3 separate regions of the Mus musculus genome follow, and all the other regions are linked to region 1. A link is a contact called in public HiCAR-type and capture Hi-C data. All regions are on one chromosome and are shown on one strand. The core of a region is the stretch at or near the end of the contact, and the rest is flanking DNA. Distances in the headings are between cores, read along the strand shown.

Region 1 (3,003 bases), core at 324-2,823:
CACAGAGGACGCAGACAGGAAGACTGGAAGAACTGTGGGATGCCCGCCTTGGGGCAATGTTACATTGTTCCATTTTATCCTCTGACACTGTTGCTCTAGTAACTCCCCGTGGTCCACAGAAGTGAGGTGTATTATTAGCCAGCCTTGAAGCTCTCTGCATCTGACTTAGTACCCTTAACTGATCATGAAATTACTGAAAATCCTTTAATATTTTTTCTTAAATAAAACTAAAATGAACACAATCATTAAATTAAATGTTTGCATATTTCTGTGTGTGCCCACCCATCAGATGTTTTGATCCTGCTATTATGCTGCCCGAATAAGCTCTCTGAGATCTGCACAAAATGGAGGACTCCCTTGCTTAGAGGGGCTTCCTCTTCCTTGCCTGACCTTACTTGGAGAGCATCTCTGAGCACGGATGTCTGACCTTATCTAGAAGATGACCCTGTACAGAGCTTCCTGCACAAGCTGCATGATTCAGCACAGAAGTCCTGCTAAGCCCTTCCCAAGTATGATAATTAGGTAGTGTGTCATGACCAATCAGCCCTTCCCTCCTGTAGCCACTCCCACCCCAGCCCCCCCCCCCAAAAATCTGAAGAAAGTCACTTAGCCTATGATCAGATTACAGTTTCATCTTCCTCTCTCCTGATAACCATTTCCACCCTAGCCAATAATGTATATCCACCCTGGAAATTCCCACCCACTCCCCAAGATCTGTATGGCCCTTGTTCACCCCAAATAAGGTTGAGTTGTCTCGCTGAAGCCGATCCCCCTACCTCCCTCTTGCTCCCCTTGTCCGTGGGGGCCAGTAACCACTGAGAAGTGAGGGCCACAGATAACAAAAACTCATAATGCTTAGCAGAGTGGATCACAGGCCAAACTCTGATCAACAAAATGTCAGAAGCCATCCCAGGGCACACGTCTAAGAAACAGTATTTACCGACTTGTCAAAATGAAGCCTGAATAAAAGGAGTAAGTTGGTTCCTCATAGAATCTCAGGGCTGGCACATGAGAGGGTGTGGTTGGTGGGTGGGTGTGGGTGGTACTGGAAGAAAGAGCATAGTTCTCAAATCACGGATCTTGTGACTCCCGACCGCAAAGGAGGGCTTGGCTTGTTTTCAACCCTGTTCACATTTATCTTGCAGAGGAATTTAAAAACACACCCAGGAGACTCTCCTACTCTCTGGTGCTTTGGGGTCTACATCTTGCCTTGGCAGTGGCTTTCTCTGATTGTGTGGCATTGCCCATGACTTACAAAACAGCACGCTTGCTGACAGTGCACACCAAGGCTGTGTGAAGGTTACAGCCAAGCAAGATGAAGGAATACCATTCTGAAGCCAGCCGTAACAGGAATGCAGGCTTCAGTTGATTACGCTCGCTGTTCTATGGGTATTGTCTCCTATCTCAGGGTACTTATCGTCCACAGAGGAAAGCTATGAGAGCACACAGTTAAATTCGAGCAGAAGGATATTCTTTAAATGGCTGATAAACAGCGTTCACGGCTAGCCTTCAGGGAGGAGCAGCTATGGTGTAACCTGAAAACTCCCACAAAGTCTAGGCTCCCCAGAAGTCCAGCCTGATTTACATATGCAAACCAACCAGCCTGATTTACATATGTAAACGGAGGAAGTGTTGGTGTGTCACTATTTATCTGACAAACTCGTGAAAAGTTGGCAGAGTGAAGTAGCTGCTGATTTACTGTTGCTTCCTCGGGGTTCCTGCAGTCAGGATGTAACAATATCTACAGGAAACTGCGAATATTCACTTTATTTCAATTAGTTCTTGACCCACAGGCATTGCTTCCTCGGCCAGCTCAGGAAACAGGACTTTTAGCATCTCAGGCTGCTCCACTAGTGAGATAAGCCCTGAAGTCCTGGCTAGCCATCCCCAGCAACACTGGCTGCTCTGTCTTATCGGCTTCCCTGCCGGTGTTTATTTAACTCCGTTTGTGATGAGCTATCACTTTGTCTGTTTGAATCCTGACTTGATATGAATGTATCTTTATCTTCAGATTAACACAGTTCTACCTTTTGTGACCTTAGAGTTGAATTTTGCATTGAGCGAGCTTGTCTAAATCCTAACAAGCCTCAGGACTGAGCAGCGCCCATTTCCGAATTCGCCTTACAAGCTGACGCAGTCCCTATTAGGTTTTGAACTTTTAACAAGAGAAAGCACTGACATCTCTCTGTCAACATTTTCCAGGACTACAAATTGCTCATGCATTAGAAATTCTCCAGAAACGGCATGAAAAAGGCTATGAAGTGAATGTATGCTTGTACTGCGGGTCTGCAAGTCAGGGTAATTTCAGAATATACCACATATGCTGAGAAGATGGCAGATGCAAGGATTGGATTTAACCATAGATGATAAGCCAATTTTCTCCATACTCTGTAACTCAATAAGTCTTTAATGGCTTCTCAGATAAACAGATGGATGTCATCAAAAGGCACAGGATGATAAATCTGATTGGTGCCTGAAGAATTCGCAAGGCTTTATCCCTGAACAAGCACGAAGAGAAAGGGGAGGGGAACCACACTTAAGCCCCAGCATGGGAGTTTAAATTATTTGCTCAGAAACAGTTGTATTTCCCAATGGCACAATACTAAAAACAGCACGGACGGCTGCATCCAGGAAGGACAATACATCTTTTTAATTAGGCTGCTCCCTTTGAAGACGTACACTGTTTAGTCTAGCTGTGTTTACTCTGACTTAGTTGATTATTTTCATACAGACTTCCAAATATTCAATTAAAGCCCCTTGGAAGATTATGAATTTCATTTATCCACAAAAAAAGCCTAGACTTTACAGACACTGAGGTCCAAGGCCACTTCTGCCGGTCAAGTGTTTCCTGTTTGTTCAGATAGCTTCTTGGTGTCCAAGTCACCAAACTATTTGTTAGGAACATTCGGTAGAATGTGATGTCTGTCACCAGAAAGGCTAAATTCTGGATGCGCACCAACAACCTCACCCTCCAGGGGAGACTTGTCTAGGTGAACCCAGGAC
Region 2 (3,003 bases), core at 311-2,810, 510 kb before region 1:
TCCTCACCCACAGTGAGTGCATCCTCACCCACAGGGAGTGCATCCTCACCCACAGTGAGTGCATCCTCACCCTCAGAGAGTCAATCCTCACCCACAGTGAGTGCATCCTCACCCTCAGAGAGTCAATCCTCACCCACAGTGAGTGCATCCTCACCCACAGCGAGTGCATCCTCACCCACAGCGAGTGCATCCTCACCCACAGCAGAACACAGGAAATGTGCGCACCAGAAGCAAGGAAAGTGAATCTGACTCCAGCTATGGTCTTCTAAAGCTTCACCTGCTCTTATGATGAGGATTTAGCAACATAACATACAGGGCTGGATATGAAGATCCTTTCTGTCTGGCTTTAAGAATGTCTTCCTTATATGTGGCCTCAGGGCAGAGGGAAATGGAGGTAGTTCTCCATGACCAACCAGCAGTGTGCTAGCCCGTGGGCATCAGTCAACAGTAGATTCTTTCTCTCAGGGTCAGAGTACTGGCCAGTACAAGATCCAAGATGGCTAAGGATGGTTCAGAGCACATCAGGAGCAAACCAGACACGGGGCAGCTTTGGAACTTATCCTATTAAATAAATCATTAGGCATACATGACATCTACGATGCATGTACATTCTAAGCTGCTTTCTGTCCTAATGGAAGAGTGTGTGTTTTTGGCTTGTGCACAGAGAGAAGCAGTAGTGACAGGTTTAGTGAGAGCAGCTGAGCATGGTGAGCAGTGGGGCTATGGTTGGGTGAACAGGAGTCAAAGGGAATTCAGCTTTACTCACAAGGAGTCAGCCATCAGTCTGAGACAGCAAGGATCAAGCAAGGACAATGTTCAGACCGTCCTGCTAATCAAGAGTTACAGGGAATAAAATAAAATAAAATAAAATAAAATGATAAGCTGACAGAGATCCGCCAGTGTCATGCATACCTCCTGATGTCCACAATGGCTCACAAGAACGCAATCCAAAGGTGTGGAAAGTAAAACCACTGTCTCTGGCCCTGAGCCACCGGCACAGACGTTTATACAACAGTCATACTTGTAGTTACTCACAGCTGACAGATTGCTGGACAAGGCAGCTTCTGAGCTGAGCCTGAGAGAACAAACAGCTTGTTTTGGTTAATAATGGGCAGTTTGTGAAATCAGAGATTATTTGAGCTACTCACCCGATTATCTCCATCAGTCACTCAGCCAAAGTCATCGCACTGGTCACTGTCAGTGACCCCAGCACTCCACAGACTTCGACTGTCATGTCCCATCTTAAAAGTCTGTCCAGGAAAGAAAGACAAGTGGCTCTGCTCTGGATTGGTCAAATGAAAAAATGTCTACCCCAGCAAACTCGGTGGTACCGAAGCCACAAAGGGCTTCACTCGAGATTAGAATCACTGTAGAGTCTGAGGGCTTTGACACTGGGCTTTTCTTTTGTTCTGTTTTTGCTTTATTGTGTAGATGAGTGTCTGATCTACTACTCTCATTTAACCCCGAATATCCTGGTCTTGGAAGTTAGGTAGGGCAGGTCCTGGTTACTGCTTGGGAGAACCTAGACTCTTGCTGGCCACCAGTCAGAGGCCGGATACACATCAGTAGAATGCTAATATAGAGCACACAGGAAAGACCCTGGAGCTTCCTCAGTCTGATAAAGGGCACTGCAGAGCAAGCTACAGCCAACATTACACTTAATAACCAAACATTAAATTCTTTTCCCATAGGACAGAATCAGGGCAAGGATATCTGAGCTCACATTCACTCGTTATTTGTATCACACAGTGTGCAATAAGACAAAAAGAAAAAAAAAGGCGTCTAAGTTGAAAAATATTAACAGATGCTAGTTTGTAAAATCCTATAGACTCTTAGAACTCAGTAGAACTAAGATGCAAACTCAGCAAGATACACAACAATGTTACAAATTACATTTACACTTGCAGTGAATAATTACATAATGAAGTTTAAAGAGATACTAAGTTAAAAGCTATAAAGCACATAAAATACTTTTAAAAATATCTTCCTTGTATCTTACAAAAATACACAAGAAAAGTCTGAAAAGAAAAGCCTGAAAAGCTACTTAGTCCTAATGCAGCTAAGAAGAGAGAAAGCCATATTTCAGAATCAGCGGGTCTCCAACTTAGCATATGGACTCAGTGAAATCCCCTTTCAGATGTTAAGATGAGTGACTTTAAATTTTAAAAGGAATTGCAAAGAACCAGAAAAGCAAGGCAGTCCTGACAAAGGTTAAATTGGTAGAGTCCCATTGCCTAAGATCAAGATTAACTCTCCTGTAGTCCAAATACTATGGAGGGGACTAGAGGGATGGTGCACTAGCTAAGAGCGTGTACTGCTCTCACAGAGGACCTGAGTTCAATTCCCAGCACCACACTGAGCATCTCACAACCCTCTGCACCTCCAGATCCAAGGAGAAGATCTGGTGCCTCCAGCCTTCAAGGGCACCTGCACTCACACATGTAATTAAAAATAATCTTAAAAGGAAAAAGACATTGTGATGTGGTACAAATATGATATGGAACAAAACAAGCAGTTAAAGAGACCTAAGCCTTGGTGCTGCAGGATCAGAAACTGACTGGACAGGCAGAAGGGCAAATGAGGGCACTGGGAAACTTTCCTATGGTGACCGATGTTCAAGGACATTATGGTCAAATGTTTGTATTTGTCAAAACCTACTGAGCACAACAATTGTGATGGCTGTTTGCAAAAACAGAAGATAGCAAGTGTTGGTGAAAATGGGAAATGCTGGTAGGAATGTAAAATAATGCTGTTGCTATGGAAATCAGCAGGACCTTCATTAAAAAAAATACAGAATTGCCATCCAGTTTGGTAATTCACTTACTAAATTACTATTTACCAATTATAGCTACACAACGATGTAAATATACTGTACTTAAACATGATTAAAATGTTCAATTAAAAAATCCACTCAATGTATGATATCATTTAATTCCGCCAATTCTGTTTGGTTTTTGTTGGGATGACCTGTCAATCAGTGGAAGTCGGGTATTGCAGTCACCC
Region 3 (3,003 bases), core at 259-2,758, 370 kb before region 1:
AGAAGGAGGAGGAGGAGGAGGAGGAGGAGGAGGAGGAGGAGGAGGAGGGAGGAAAGCAAGTAAGCAGGCATCAGTTGGGTGTACTCTAAACGATGCATTGTTTACTCACAACACAGCAGCAGCTCACCGTTTCCAGAGGCTTCTGTGTGCTAGACGCTGTGCTGCTCGATGGGGAGGTGTTGGTGAGTTAGAGTACAGAGTGGGGTGAAGTGGCCTGGGGATGGGGGAAGGGAGAAGAGAGACAGTAAACATGGACAAAAGAAAGTTCTGGAAGGAAGTCTGTATATGGGGAGAGGAAGTTTTGGCCAACTAGGGCATCTTAATGGGAAAGGAAAGGGTTTACCCAGCACAGAAAACTTACATCAGATACATGAGCCCAGTGAGGAATAAATGTGAATGTGGTGGAAAAAAAACCCCCAAAAACAAAAGGGATGATCTCTCTCCCTCATTATCCCCCTCCCTCATTATCCCCTTCCCCCCACTATCACCCTCCCCCATTATTTCCCCTCCCCCATGAATGCTGGAGAAGGTTTTGAAAATGTAATGTTTGCAAACAACATAGAAGCAGTCAGTGCAGTGTTTTCTATTAGTGGTGTAAGGTTCGCTAGCTCTGGGTATTTATTTTTTTCCCTTCTTGTCTTCCAAATTGTAATTTTAAAAGATGAGGCATTTCATATTCAAGAGTTTCCTTTGTCTGAAATAAATTATTCATTTCTCCCCAGTTTCAGAAACAATGAACATAATACTTAATGCACCACAATTAAGCGGGCGTAGCTCAGTATAAAATTATGTTCCCTGCGTTTGGGTGGCAGGCAGCGCGCAAGGAGCATCCTCTATCTTGTCGACATTTGTTCCTCAGCAGAAGAACATAAAGTCAGAGAGACAGAAATGGGTTTTGTTTCTCTTGTAGTGGAGGAGGGGGTAACTCTAGACCCCTGCAGACTTGTTTTTGACATTCCACAGCTGTTGGTGGCTAGGTCTCTTAGAAAGAATGGCTTACTGGGACTATGTTGTGTACGGGGTCAGGTGCGGGTCAGAATCCCTAAGCAATGCCCACTTGTTTCAGTCTCCTTTGTCTGGGTTGAGATCCCTCTAGAATCCTGGGTGTGACTTCCTTTGGAGGCTGAAGGCTGCTTCTCTTGAATTTAGGCTGTTTGATGACAAGGGTGCTTTTAAGTGCCAGCCTATGGAATACTCGGCCTGTGACAAGATTCCTGCCTGAGAATGTCTGCTAACAAGCACGGGCGGTGAGGGGAAAATCCTCAAGCTTCAAGGTTGAACTGTTTGTTGTCTTGCCTGGAAGATGTTCCGGGTGCCTTCTATTCCGTTTGCAGCCCTGAGGTCATATTCAAAGTTGGCCCTGGTTGTCAGTGGGCAACCACAGAGATAATTTAACCGTGGCATGTCTGCCAGGTACCAAAAAATCAGATGCAAGAGGCACTTCTAGGCTATTTCCTGGAACCTTCACTAATGCCCCGAGTATTGGCCTGGAGATGGGACGTTCACCACATCTTACTTGGGAGGGAACCCAAACCCTGATACCCAGTGACTCATGTCCACACAGCTAGCTGGTAGTAGATCTTGAATTCCAGCCAAGTTTGTCTAGCAGGAAGGGCTTTGCTGCTTTCTGCCTTTCTGATTGTTTTGTAAGAAATAGAAACAATTGAATTCAAGACAGATTCTCAGGGTCCTCTGGTCTAAGCACCCTCTTTATTTTTGAGCAGAAAAAAAAAAGTATCTCTTACTGTAGAAAGCTCAGGAAGAGAGCCCTAGAGGTGACCAGTGGACTTAGATTGTCTCTGTCTTTGCCCTTGGCTTAGTGCCTAGTGCCTGTTATGACTGCCATCCCAGGATGTCAGAGCTCTGGATCTTTGCTGCCACCAAATGCCTCTTACCTGCTCCTTTAGTTTCTGAGGAGCCTCTTGCTTTGACCATTACTTCCCATGTTGGCTCCAGAGGGACCTCTGGGAATTAGTGTATGGGTCCTGCGACATCTCTGAGCTCTGTTTGAGGAGTCCTCCTTTGCAGTATGTCCATCCAGCTGCCTGCTAGATACTTCCACCATGGTAACTGGACACAATCCACAGCTGCCTCATGGAGAATGGGCCTCAAATCTTAGCCTAAGAAGAGGCAGATCTAACCTAGGGAAGATGTTTATTGTGTGCTGGGGCGAAAAGAGGGTGGGCTTGGGCAGCCATGTCAGAGTTTGCCCACTGACTTCACGAATTCATCACTTAGGGACAGTATCTGTAAAGCAGAGGTACGAATGTAGAACCAGGTTTCGTGAGAGTCGTGTGCAAGGGCATCACTCCCTGTGAAGGGGCCTCACCATGGTGAAAAATTCTTACAAAACAAACATCAGGACATTTCCATCACTTGGGAGGGGCTTTGTCTCCTGTCTGCCCTTGCAGCTTGTCCTGGTGGACAGAGTGAAGGTATAGCTCAGACTTCCTGGATGGTTTCCAGAAAGGCCTCTCTGCGCAATGGTGCATGTCCTGGTTTGCCTGTAAAATAAAGTGGCCTCACCACACACCCGTTGTATACCTCACTTGTTTCAGTCTGTCAAAGACTGGAGGTGATGTGGTTACACCACAATCAGCGACCTGCTCTCCCCACATTCTTCATTAAGAAAAGCACGTAGATGCAGATAGAAATAGCCTTTTAAAAATGGCTCTTGACGAGGGTTTGACCTGCTGATAGAATTGTGGTGAGCCTGGAGAAGGAGGGAAAGCCAGTGGGTATGGGTTCCCAGGAGAGAGAGGAGCCTCAGTTGAGGGCTGAATTTTACTGTTAAAAACAGAACTTACAAGCAAAGAGCTTGTTAGATAAGCACACTCTGACGCAGGCCTTAAACGCCTGGCAAATATTTACCATGGATGTGCAACACAAAGCTAAATGCTTAGATGGTCCTAAAATAGAAAAATTTGTACTCAGGCTTTTATGTTTCATGACTGTGAGCAATAAGAAAATAACCAAAGGCTTACTGTCCTCCAAGGAGCTCCC

The links. HiCAR-type assays count read pairs that join an accessible place to other places. Capture Hi-C pulls out chosen DNA fragments and counts their contacts.
Region 2: a HiCAR-type map of embryonic stem cells shows a contact between it and region 1, with 6 times the contacts expected there. The contact joins two enhancer-like sites. A contact is called at or near these places in 1 of 15 datasets of contacts at CTCF or cohesin (large pre-B cells), 10 of 484 Hi-C or Micro-C datasets (the G1E-ER4 cell line, the HL-1 cell line, the N1E-115 cell line and 6 more), 2 of 115 datasets of contacts at active chromatin or transcription factors (both in embryonic stem cells) and 1 of 9 other capture datasets (embryonic stem cells).
Region 3: a contact with region 1 is called in a capture Hi-C map of embryonic stem cells, with 3 times the contacts expected there. The contact joins two enhancer-like sites. A contact is called at or near these places in 1 of 15 datasets of contacts at CTCF or cohesin (the NIH/3T3 cell line), 1 of 484 Hi-C or Micro-C datasets (embryonic stem cells), 7 of 115 datasets of contacts at active chromatin or transcription factors (embryonic basal ganglia, embryonic forebrain, embryonic midbrain and 2 more) and 1 of 9 other capture datasets (embryonic stem cells).

The regions. Positions count from the first base shown.
Region 1 is chr19:58,063,166-58,066,168 of GRCm38.p6, reverse strand. The region is part of intron 28 of Atrnl1 (attractin like 1); the gene reads right to left. Among named protein-coding and RNA genes, the nearest start is that of Mir5623, 14 kb to the right of the region's middle. Within about 2 kb of position 1,573, at least 44 of the 459 cell types and tissues checked have an H3K27ac peak or open chromatin away from gene starts, as enhancers often do. A contact at or near this core is called in embryonic stem cells, where this site is marked.
Region 2 is chr19:58,570,963-58,573,965 of GRCm38.p6, reverse strand. No RefSeq gene overlaps it. Among named protein-coding and RNA genes, the nearest start is that of 1810007D17Rik, 34 kb to the left of the region's middle. Within about 2 kb of position 1,560, at least 7 of the 459 cell types and tissues checked have an H3K27ac peak or open chromatin away from gene starts, as enhancers often do. A contact at or near this core is called in embryonic stem cells, where this site is marked.
Region 3 is chr19:58,435,651-58,438,653 of GRCm38.p6, reverse strand. All of the region lies in intron 4 of Gfra1 (glial cell line derived neurotrophic factor family receptor alpha 1), which reads left to right. Among named protein-coding and RNA genes, the nearest start is that of Gfra1, 18 kb to the left of the region's middle. Within about 2 kb of position 1,508, at least 33 of the 459 cell types and tissues checked have an H3K27ac peak or open chromatin away from gene starts, as enhancers often do. A contact at or near this core is called in embryonic stem cells, where this site is marked.